Linked DNA regions of Anas platyrhynchos: region 1 is linked to region 2. Evidence: chromatin contacts called from public Hi-C data. All regions are on one chromosome and are shown on one strand. Each heading gives the region's core, a stretch centred on a gene start, on an enhancer-like site or on the middle of the called end of the contact. The rest is flanking DNA. Distances are from core to core; before and after follow the strand shown.

The links. A called contact is a pair of places that touch in the nucleus more often than the background predicts.
Region 1: a contact with region 2 is called in a Hi-C map of small yellow follicle, with 2.7 times the contacts expected there. The contact joins two enhancer-like sites. A contact is called at or near these places in 2 of 8 Hi-C or Micro-C datasets (F1 follicle and small yellow follicle).

What each region holds. Positions count from the first base shown.
Region 1 is chrZ:54,373,264-54,378,788 of IASCAAS_PekinDuck_T2T, forward strand. It overlaps GAK (cyclin G associated kinase), which reads left to right. Exons shown (of 28, transcript XM_027446921.3): 14 at 2,669-2,791; 15 at 3,641-3,774. Among named protein-coding and RNA genes, the nearest start is that of GAK, 41 kb to the left of the region's middle. Within about 2 kb of position 3,533, at least 3 of the 8 cell types and tissues checked have an H3K27ac peak or open chromatin away from gene starts, as enhancers often do. A contact at or near this core is called in small yellow follicle, where this site is marked.
Region 2 is chrZ:54,338,260-54,344,058 of IASCAAS_PekinDuck_T2T, forward strand. The region is part of intron 1 of GAK (cyclin G associated kinase); the gene reads left to right. Among named protein-coding and RNA genes, the nearest start is that of GAK, 6.2 kb to the left of the region's middle. Within about 2 kb of position 4,507, at least 2 of the 8 cell types and tissues checked have an H3K27ac peak or open chromatin away from gene starts, as enhancers often do. A contact at or near this core is called in small yellow follicle, where this site is marked.

The DNA.
Region 1 (5,525 bases), core at 2,283-4,782, 34 kb after region 2:
CAATAATGAGGGCAACTTGGTGGGTGTTAAAACTCTGGACTTCTGTCAGTGCTCCTAAATATGCTTCAACTGTCCTGTAACTAGCTCAACAGTCTAAGTTACTGCTGTGTTTTGAGTTGTCTAGCACTAGCTATGCTAGACCCTATCTACATTGTGTGTAGTGATCGTGCCCCTTCCCCACAATACTGACTGCCCAGTGGGGAGTCTAAAAGCATTATGTGCTACATGAAATATAAGGTCCTTGTAGACCTTATTCTGCAGAGCCATCCTTTAGCATTTCTTCAGTTATCTGAGTTTGCTTAAATGTCATCAGTCTGGGAAATATTTAATGTATGTTATCCAGTGTTTGTCACTTCCCTATTTGTATCCTTACTTTGTACTGTCTACAAGTTTAAATGTCACACCTGAAAAACAGTTATGACCTCTTTGAGTGGAGGATTCTATTCAGGATCAAGATTTTTTGAATTTGGCTCAGTATGAGGTTTAGTTAAAGACTGTTAAACAGTCTTGGAGCAGGTGCTTCAAACAAAAACTTCAGGAATGCATTTTAGCACTAAGATCCTGGAGAAGTCCACCGAGGCTGATGTATTTAAGTGAACTCATTTATTCCTTGTTCTGATAAATCTATCAGTCTTACCTAGACACTGATATTCCTGATGTATTAATGCTGTGATTGGCAGTATGTATGCAGTTAAATCTTCCAGTGGCCTGAAGATTTTCTGGTATACATCTGTCTTAGTGACATTGATTTTGTTGTATGATCTTTGTTTTGCTGTATCTGGAAAGAAATAATATCTTGTATCTTGTCACAACACTATGTGTTCCTGCCCACTTCGTTGGCTAGGAGTGTTTAAGTTCTATAAAAAGAAGCAAACAAAAAAGCAAAAAATTGTATTCTGTAAAAACAGATATTTTACTTGAGAAAAATCTTGTACGAAGAAAAACTCATGATGGGAAAATTTTCCCTGTCCATCTTTGAAATCCAGATTTACGATGAGTAATGCTTCCTGACTTTTTTAACTTCGTTAGTCAGTGCTGGGCTAGAGCAGTCAAGTAAGAAGCTAAAGAAGCTTAAGCTTCTCTAGTGCCACAAACGATGATTCTGGCAAGCCTTAAACCCTTAAACTTGATCAAAATAGAACAGCATCTAAAACATTTATGAAATGATACTTTCATGGTTTCCTGTGTACTATGTCTAAATCCTTAAAAAAAAAAAAAAAAAAAAAAGCCTTGATTAAAGTTAATGGTAGCTTTGAAATCCTCTCTGCTAACTTTGAGTTGTGTTTGGAACAGGTTGCTTCGAGAGGTTGTGCACTCAGTCTCTGGAGATTTCTAAGACCTGCCAGTATAAAGCTCTCAGCAAGTCAGTCTGACCTTACCACTGACTCTGCTTTGAGCTGTTGGAGCCTCAGGAGATCTCTAGTTCACTGCAATCTGAATTTTTCTTTGATTCCATCTTATAAAAGGAGGTTGTGGGTCTTTAAAGGTGTCAGCAACACAACATGTTGGCAATTTCAATTTTGATAATGACCTGAACATTTTGAGCTTCAAACACAGGCAAATGGAAAGTGGGCAATGTTGTGTGGTTTCCATTTCCATGGCAAAACTAGAGTCTGAGCAGAAAGTAAACTTTAAGTCAAAAAAAGTAATTTCTCTAACTTTTAGAATATGTATTTTCCACTTTATTTTCTGGTTTATAGCTGTAATGCTGCCATATGATTCTTTCAGTGATAGTATAGTATTTGAGATGTACTGACGCCCATGTTCAAATCTGTGGTGAGCAAGAATATAAAGGGCTGTTTGCTTTAGCTTTATTTGGTCTGTGGTGACTTTGCAAAACTTTTCACTAACAAAAGAATGTTAAATCTCTAGCAAAGTGAGGTTTTCTGAAACAGCCAAATTTTTAGCTTTTCACTGTACTCTAGTATTTTAATTTATAGATGACATCATATGTCACATTATCTCTTGTAGTCTTTTTTCCTGAGCTTGGCATCTCATTGAGAACTTCTTGTGATAGTTCAGGTAATTAATCTGAGTAACCTTTGAGCTCTTCTGTTTGAGAAGACGTGTGGCTGATAGTAAACTCGGTCTTTCACCTTCATTTTCAGTCCTGTCTAAAAAGAAAAAGGTTGCTTTGCAAGTTGTTCGCTTGGTCCTGATAGAGCCTTTGCTCTCTGAGTTGCAGGTTCTCACGGATCAGGCTTCTCATGTACTGCGTTCTTATCAGGCAGATGGCTGTAAGAGTACAGAGGCTGAGCAGTGAAGCAATTATTTGGCAGTCTTTTGTAAAACTAATTGCAGAAGGAGTATTACTGAACTGTTGAGGCTCTTTGAGTAAAGGACACAAGTAAAAACATACTGAATCTAACATTTTCCTTAAAAACGTGAACTACTCAGGTTGAAAGCTTTTACAACCTGAAATTTTCTCCGAGGAAAAAAATCTTATGTTGTTGATCCTTCAGACTGGAACAGACCAGAGGGCTGCTGTGTTTGATCCTATAACATGATGCTTGTAGTGTGCAATACTATTTCTGGGAGGGGCACTTCGCTTAATTTCTGCACAGAGATGGCATTCAAGTGCAAAATTTCGTTTTATACACATAGTTTATGCTGTGCAAATATGTGACTGTCATGTTGTTTGTCACTTTGGCTGGATCTCTCATTTCAGGTTTCTGAATGTGGCTGGCCAGCAAGGCGAGCACCAAATCTTCAGAATCTCTACAGTATATGCAAGAACATGCATTTATGGCTGAAACAAGATCAGAAAAACGTTTGCATTGTGCACTGCCTTGTAAGTAATTGGTTTGTCTCAAGTGTTTTGCTCAATCCAGCTTTAGGTAGTGATTAAGGATGCTAGTATCACACAGTTCGTGAATATTCCTGGTTTTCCTCACTGTAGGGCCTGGAGGGAATTCCATCCTGCTATGTATTAATAAATTATTTCCATAAATTTTCTTTTTAGGCAGTTAGTGGGATGATGTAGCTCTTCCTTGCTGTTCTGGTTTCAGCTGGGATAGAGTTAATTTCCTTCCTGGTAGCAGTTATGGTGCTGTGTTTTGGATTTAGGATGAGAATAAAGTTGATAATGCACCAATGTTTTAATTGTTGCAGAGCAGTGCTTACACTAAGTCAAGGACGTTTCAGCTTCTTGCTCTGTCTTGCCAGTGGGCAAGCTGGGGGTGCAGCTGGGAGGGGACAGACCCAGGACAGCTGACCCAAACTGGCCAAAGGGATGTGCCATGCCACCTGATGTCATGCTGGACAATATATAGGGGTGGCTGGCTGGGGTGGGGGGTACTGGCTGCTGGGGGATCGACTGAACAATGGCCTACAGGTGGTGAGCAATTGCGCATCGCTTTTGCACAAATTATTCTTAGTAGTATTATTATCGTTATTTTCCTTTCTTTTCTGTCCTAAGAAACTGTTTCTATCTCAGCCCACTGGCTTCTTTTTCTTTTGATTCTCTTCCATATCCCAGAAGGGGAGGAGGGAGGGGCAGCGAATGGCTGTGGGGTGCTTATCTGCCAGCCGGGTTAAACCGCAACGCTTGCATGTAATATAGTAGTCATTATATAGGAGGGATAAGGCAAAGTAGCCTTGGGGAGCAAAAAATGTTTTCTGATTTACAATTTTCTTGTAGGATGGAAGAGCCGCATCTGCTGTTGTAGTTTGTTCTTTTCTGTGTTTTTGTCGTCTCTTCACGACTGCTGAAGCTGCAGTTTATATGTTTAGTATGAAAAGATGTCCGCCTGGTATTTGGCCTTCTCATAAAAGGTATGCTATTGGTCTGTTTGTAGGGTACTATTGAAGCAAGTATTTGTGCAATTGTGAATATGCTACTATTTTTACAGGGTCCTTTTTAGGATAAATTATTTCAACAGTGTCTGTGTTAAAACAACAAAATACTTGGAAAAACAAATGTATTGTAAGTAGATAAAGCAGTTCTGTGAGTAGTTTGAGACCTTAATTACTCACGGTGTTATCACAACTGAATCGTATGTAGTGAAGCAGTGTTAGGAGTGAAAACGAGGGTATGCAGTGCTTTCGAATGCTGTCTTTAGTATAAAATCCTCTTCCACATGTAGATGACGTTATATTCCACGTGCACCAGCTTACTACATGGTAAGTTATAGTGTGTCAGACCACAGCAAGTTCTGTTGGAAAGAGTAATAATTTCTTGTTCAGATAAAAATGCCTTCTGTTTTTTAAAGGAGTGCATGCAGATGACTGGAATATTTGTCAGAATATATGAAACTAGGTATTGGAATTAATTTGATAGATCTTTGTGGTGGTTTTACCGTGCTGGGCAGCTAAACCCCACAACCACTCTCTCACTCCACCTCTTTTAGATGAGGAGGGGGAGAAGTAAAGCAAAGAACAACTCACGGGTTGAGATAAGGATAATTTAATTGAAGGGAAATAATAATTAAATAAAGATTATTATGAACTAAACAATTTAACTAAAGGGAAATAAAAAGAGAAAGGGGAAAAGGGAGGGGGAAAGGGAAAAATAAAAAGAAGGGAGGAAAACAAACGAATAAAATAAATGAAGGCTATATGGAAGTGCAGAGGAAAGAAATTACTCTCTACTTCCCACAAATGGGTGATGATTGACCACATCCTTGAAGCAGGGCCTCAATGCACATAGCCGGTGTTCTAGCCGGTGTTCGAGAGGAGGACTGACGTTTTTTCAACGAGAGCCCACCCCTCCCCTCTTCTTGTTTCCACCTTTTATTGCTGAGTGTGAGCCCATACAGCAGCACTGTATGGGCTGCTGCCGGAAAAGTTAACATTCCAGCTAGACCCAGTACAATCTTGTAACAATTAAGTCTCCAGAGCAAGTGACTGTGGTATTAAATGTTTTTCCTACAAAAAAAAAAAAAAAAAGATTAAATTTAGAAAGGTGAGAAGTAAAGATTAGTGAAGAGTAACTGACAAATTATGAAGTTGTACAAATTTTTTCTGGGTATATTTAATGGGTCCTGTACAGGGTAGGTCATAAAAGAGGATAAACATAAAGGTAGCCTGATGTGTAAAGTGCTGTTAGGAAGCTTTGAGTTACTAGCTTCAGAACTGCTGTAACTTTAGTCCATTTTGTGTAAAATATCAGTGAACAGTTCTCTTAGTGGGGTGTTGTAGCTGAGGCCTTTGGGAAGAGTGGCTAGCTTGTTTTACAAGTGAATAAATGTAAAGCTATAGACCTGAGGCAGAGGCTAGCATTGTCTGTAAGGTGAAACAAAGGCACAGGTGATTTCATATGTGGTGCTGTATTCAATTGTCTGAACAGCATATTTTTCTGCTGTGGTGGAGCTATTAGATTTTCCTGCAGAAATTGTGTTGCTGTCCTTAGAAAGACCAGTTAAGTATCATAAGTATTTCCTCACGTTTCTATTTTGTTCTCCTTTTGTCAAATTCTATCAAATTGAAAAATCTGTTTCCAGGAAGTGCTGTTACATGTTTCCAGTTCTATTACCACGAGTTATTGCTGGGTGGCTGGGTATTAACAAAAGTAACTTGTGTGCCCC
Region 2 (5,799 bases), core at 3,257-5,756:
GGTCTGACAGATGAGGAGCAAAACCTAGGCATAAATGATGGAATTGGGGTTTCAGTGCCCATAAAGTTCTCTTGCCTAACAATCAGGGATTTCATATCCACTAATGAACTGTCAGTGAAGATGGAGAGTTCACTGTTCCCTTTAATAGCCTAATGAGCAGGCTGGGGGTGCCTGGCTCCTCTTCAGGTCTCATGAAATGCAGACTCTGTAGTACTGGTCCATGTATGGGACAGCTGGAAGAAACTGCAGAAAACTGATTTTCGTGCTGTACGGAGGTACTAGGCAAAGCAGCAGAACTTCTCCAACACTTTATCTAAATTACAATTTTATAACACGCTAAGACTAAGTGTCTATTTAGCCTTATTTTTCTTCCAGATGCTGTGATGAGAAGGCAAAGAAGTGAAGTTTTAGTAAAACTTGTCCCTCAGATTAGAAAGAAACACTTTGAGAGATGTGCAATTTTTTTTTCCTCCAGTGGAGGTCAGGAATGTGACTTCTGGCACGCTCAAGTCTTTAAGGCTTTTCGATATAGGTTAGTATCAATACTAGTCCTTATTCTTTTTAACACAGAATTTTCCTCTCAACACTGTGGCATTTTGTAAGTAAGACTTCCCCTTGATATGCTTGTCCAACTGTGCTGCCCTTGGAATGAAGCTTCACATTGTGGTGGTAGATTTCCCATTTGCTGGAAAAAGCCAAGGAAAACCATAATTGATGAGTTGTATGGAAGGAAATTCCCTGAAATATCTCATTTTTGTTTTTTTTTTTTTTTTTTAAATTTATCTGGATTTAAAGGAAAAAATACTTCTGTTTCCTTGTTGTACATTTAATAACTTTAAAGTGTTTTTGCTGGTCGTTTTACATATGAGACAACAACTGAGAATAAATGAAGTGTGCAGCTCTGTGAGGAGCAGGGAACAAGCAAGCTCTGTAGCATTTATGTCTACTGATCTATTAAGGTTTCTTTAAGTAACAAGCATGGGCAGAAGAATAAGACCATGGAACAGAACCATGGTGACACAAGTTCTGCATCACTAAAGCTTTGAGCTGAGTTTAGAAAAATCACTATGAAGAAAGAACCATTCCTTAATGAAAAAAGTAGCAGTACAGGCTGCAGGCCTTAATTCCTTCTGAGTTCAATGAGCTGTCAGGAGCTGAAGTCATGTATGTGACTTGCTCAAAGCAGTACTATAGCAAAATAAAACTTGTATAAGTTAAAGCATTGTGAGAAAAATCTGCTTCGGTCTTTTGAGTTTATGCAATTGATATTTTGCAAGTAAACAGGCAGAATTACAGTTCACCAAGCTTATAGGTATGGTTTTATGGTCTCTGCAACTCCTGGATTCACAGTATGGTGAATCATAGAACGGCTCAGTTTGGAAGGGACATTAAAGATCTCACAGCTCCAACCCCCTGCCACCCACTAGGTGAGGCTGCCCAGGGACCAATCCAGCCTGGCCTTGAGCACCTCCAGGGATGGGGCATCCACAGCTCCTCTGGGCAGCCTGTGCCAGGGCCTCACCGCCCTCTGAGGGAAGAGGGGTGGTGATGTAATTAAATGCTGGATAGATAAAATTCATAAACTTTGGCCAGCAGAGTCACAATGAACTGTTTTGGGGGGTGTAGTTAGTTTGATTTGCTGGCAGGTAGATGGATTTGCTATGAAGGGAGGAGAGCTCACATCGTGTCAAAGGGAAGTTGCAACAGCCATGAAGTAAAGGACGAACTGGCAGCTCTGCAAACCGTGTGAGGCAGATTGCTCAGAAGCAGGAAACAAAGTCAGACTCGCTAAGGAAGAGCCCAAGCACCCTGATGTAGTAGCTTTCTGGTTCACGCTCCCTTTACTGCAGGTATAGAGAGGATTTTTCAGCATGAAGCATGGCAATACTGTTTGTTGTTCAAAGCTTGTTTCGTAGGTTCATGCTTGCAGGGAAGCAGTGAATGTTTCAGTGCTCCACTTCTCCAGTTCTCGAGGCTCTGGGGAAAAACTCCCGATCTTTCAGCATACTTCACCTCTGGGATTGTTTCTTCATGTCATTAGGACTTTGCAGTTAACACAAATTTATGACTGGACTTGAATGCTTATCAGTGCTTGGCAACGATAACACAGTATCTCTCCCTTTTTGATCAAGGGTGTTGCTTGTGCTCCTTTAGAAAAGTATCTGCACACTTTAAGGTAGGGTACAATGTAGCTTGTAGTCCATGCTACAATTAGGGTGTTTCAACTGAGCTATAATCAAAATGTGAGCAACGCGGGATAGAAGTAGAAAGAAATTTGGTCAGTGTTTGGGAGGGGAGCAGACAAGTCACACCAAGTACTTAAAAACAGGAAGTTATTCACGTCATCTCTTTCTCATGACTAGCTAAGCGTGTAGAGAAACCAGGCATTACAGCAGCACGCAGTTTTATGCTGTGGTTGATATCCCTTCAGATTTCATGCCGCCCTAGCCACCAAGAAGCGGAGCAGTCATTTCACTGAAATGGTTTCTGTGAAGATCAGTGAGGGCAGGAAAAACAGAAACCTAATCAAAAAGAAAAGAAGTTTTACATCCCTGTAGGCTTGTAGTGCAGTGAACTTATTTGATATTATGAGGTGCCAAGGTTTAACTTGGAGGAGAAGGCAGATCTCTTTGTTGGAAATGAAAGGGTCTTCTCAGCTCTATAAGAGGATGATGGAAAAACTGGCAGCAGCATTGCACTCGGGTTGTGGTGGTGTAAGGACAGGTACAAAGTGCTAATTACTAACACAGGGGAGGTAAGGCAAGTTCCCAATGCAAAGTCAGAAGGCAGTGGCAATGTGGACCGGGAGGTGAGGCTGGTAAGCTCTGTGCTCTGGTCGTGGTGCGTGGAGCAGGCTGGTTCCAGGACTGGCTGTCGTACTTGGCTACTCTGTTTTCATGAGTGGGCATGGTGCTTTGTGTAGTGTGCCTCCTACAGCTGAGTTTGTGCCTACAGAAGATGAAGAAAAACAGTTTTGTTCTGTCATGGTTTCTGTGACAAAACGGTCTGAGAATTTTTTGGAAGCTCTCTCTGCATTCTAGAAACGGGACTGAAATGCCTCAAGACTGTAAATTTTGTTCCTTGGGGCACGAGCTTGGATGTGTGTGTGTGTGCATATATACATACACACAGGTAACCTGTATGGAGAAATTGTAAAATTATTTTGCTGATACGAAAAGCCTCAGAAAACTGGCTTAAAAAAATACCTACATATGTTTACAGGAGTGGAAGTGATGAGTGAAACCACCCAAAACAAAACTCCTTTCTGCACCCCTAGGAAAGAAACTGAAGTAGTCCTTCTGTCCTTAACTTTCATTTCCTTGTTTGCATCGGTTGGTCTGCAGTGGAGGTGTTTGCTTATTCGGGTATGTTGGTGCAGGGACGTGGTCCTTGGCTGACATGACTGACAGGGAAATCCCTGGTGTGGATATAGTTGGGTAGGTTGTGTTGTTTGCCCCATGTAGATCGGTGGTGAGTGTTCTCCCTGTCCTTATCTCAACCCCTGGGCCCTTCCCCTCCCATTTTCTCCCCCTTTTTCTTTGAGGAGGGGCAGTGAGGGAGCGGCTGTGGTGGATTTCAGCTGCTCAGCAGGGTACAACCACCACAGTCCTTGCTGGTGCCCAAAAAGGCTCCAAATGTGGGGCTCCAGGAGGTTGAGATAAGGATGATAACTGAGAGAAGTAACAGGCAAAACAGGGGCTGGATGCTGTTTATTAATGTAATAGTTGAGAATAACTTAAATAATTGTGAAGAATGCGTTTCAGTACTGTGGTGAAAGGATGAGGGGTGGAGCATGTGCAAATTGTGCACTTTGTCAGTGTTGTGGTGATCTTATGTTTATTTTGGTGTGGGGAATTCTTTTTGATGTATGTGAACTTCGTGAAGGTTGATTGTGAAGTAAGAGTGTGTTGTGATCACTCTTAAATATGCTTTTCATTGAGGCAAGGGGTGGAATTTATTTATTTATTTATTTATTTATTTTGTGGCAAGGATTTGGTAGCAGGGGCTGCAGGGGTGGCCTCTGTGAGCAGAGCCCAGCAGCTGCCCCATGTCAGAGCAGAGCCAGCTCCAAAGGGACCTGCTGCTGGCCAGAGTTGAGCCAGGGAGCGATGCTGGGTGGGCCTCTGGGAGAGCAGACTGAAGGAAAGGAAAAAAAAAACCCTGAGAGCAGGTGGATGTGGCCTGGAGGAGGCTGCGGCCCATGGAGAGCCCCCGCAGGAGCAGGCCCCGGGCCGGAGCTGCAGCCCATGGAGAGGAGCCCACGCAGGAGCAGGGGGTCTGAGGGGAGCTGCCCCCACCCGTGGGGGACCCGTGCTGGAGCAGTTTGCTCTTGGGGACCTTGTGGGATGGACCCATGTCTGGAGCAGTTCTTGAAGAGCAGCTGCTGCCTGTGGGCAGCCCCCGCAGGCTCAGAGATGAAGCACTACCGCCCCCGTTCCCAAGGGAGAAAGTGGAGGAGGGTGGATGGAGGGAAGATGTTTTTTGGTTTGCTTTTCGTTCTCATGGTTCTAGTCTGCTAGTGATAGGCAAAAAATTGTATTAACCTCCCTCATGCTGAGTCTGTTTTGACCGTGATAGTAGTTGTTGAGTGATCTCCCCATCCTTATCTTACCCCCTGAGCCCTTTGCCATTGTATTTTCTTCCCCGTTCCCTTTGTGGAGGGAGAGAGAAAGAAGTTGTGGGGAAGTTCAGCGACCCAGCAGAGCAGGGTGAAAGCCCTACACAGATGAAACTGCTTTTTTTTTTTTTTTTTTTTTTGCAAATTGTATTACTTACTGTCTTGGTCATGGCAAAGAAGTTTAGCCAGTGAAGTTGTTTCTATTCAGGGTATGTTTAAACTGCTTGAACAGGCTAGCTCTACAAGGAAGCTAGTATCAAATTCTAAATAAAACTGCTTCTAGTAATGAAGCAGTAGGACACATTTTGTCTTTTTTATTTTTGAAAATAATTGCTTTTATCGAAAATAGGTGGCTGGACCAAGTAAATAAGTAGCTTCACAACTTCTCACCAGACTTTTTGTTTCCCAGAAAATCTATAGACATAAAATTAGTATCAGCTGTACTACTGCAGTTAAGAATGGATAGATAATATTGTATGGAACCAAACTGTGTTCAGGTGAAACAGAATGAAATAACTGAATGAGAAACTTAAAATTGGTGTTTGACAGGCATATAGCTGTAAAGGATCAGATTAAGCCCTGTAGCAGTGAAAGGTACTTTATTTATAAAATGAGCCTGATAAAGAGAATTTAACCAAGCATAATACCAGCTGGCTGGCTTTTGTTTGGGGTTCTGAAAAGTGCAGTGTACTTAATGTATTTAGCATTGCTGTGCTTGATTTTTGGTATAATTACTAAAATAAGTGTTACCTTTAAACTATTTGTATACCCTCAAGCTATCAATATTTTAATCAAGTTGCTTCTTTCGATTTACTGTTTGGTGTGAGTTAGTTCTGATGTATTGATTCTGTCACCTGTGCAAATCCGAAGGCATCATTTGATGCTTTTGGGTGAAGCATAAGCTGTATTTTGGAGTGCATCTGTGTAGATGCATGGACATTGGTGTTTGTGGCAGTGTTAGCGAGGTGTGTGCTTGAAATACCTTTGGACTTACCCCCTTTCAGCACTCAGAGAACACTTGCCAGTTGCAGCTGAGCATGCAAAGTAACTGTTCAGTCACCTGGGGTGCCACTGTCACCATTTGACACTTGAGTCCTGTCCAGAAAACTGCGTGGTAACTTCCTGTAGTAGAAAACTGTGCCATCAGAAGCCCCCAGCTTTGTAAACTAAAGCATGCATTT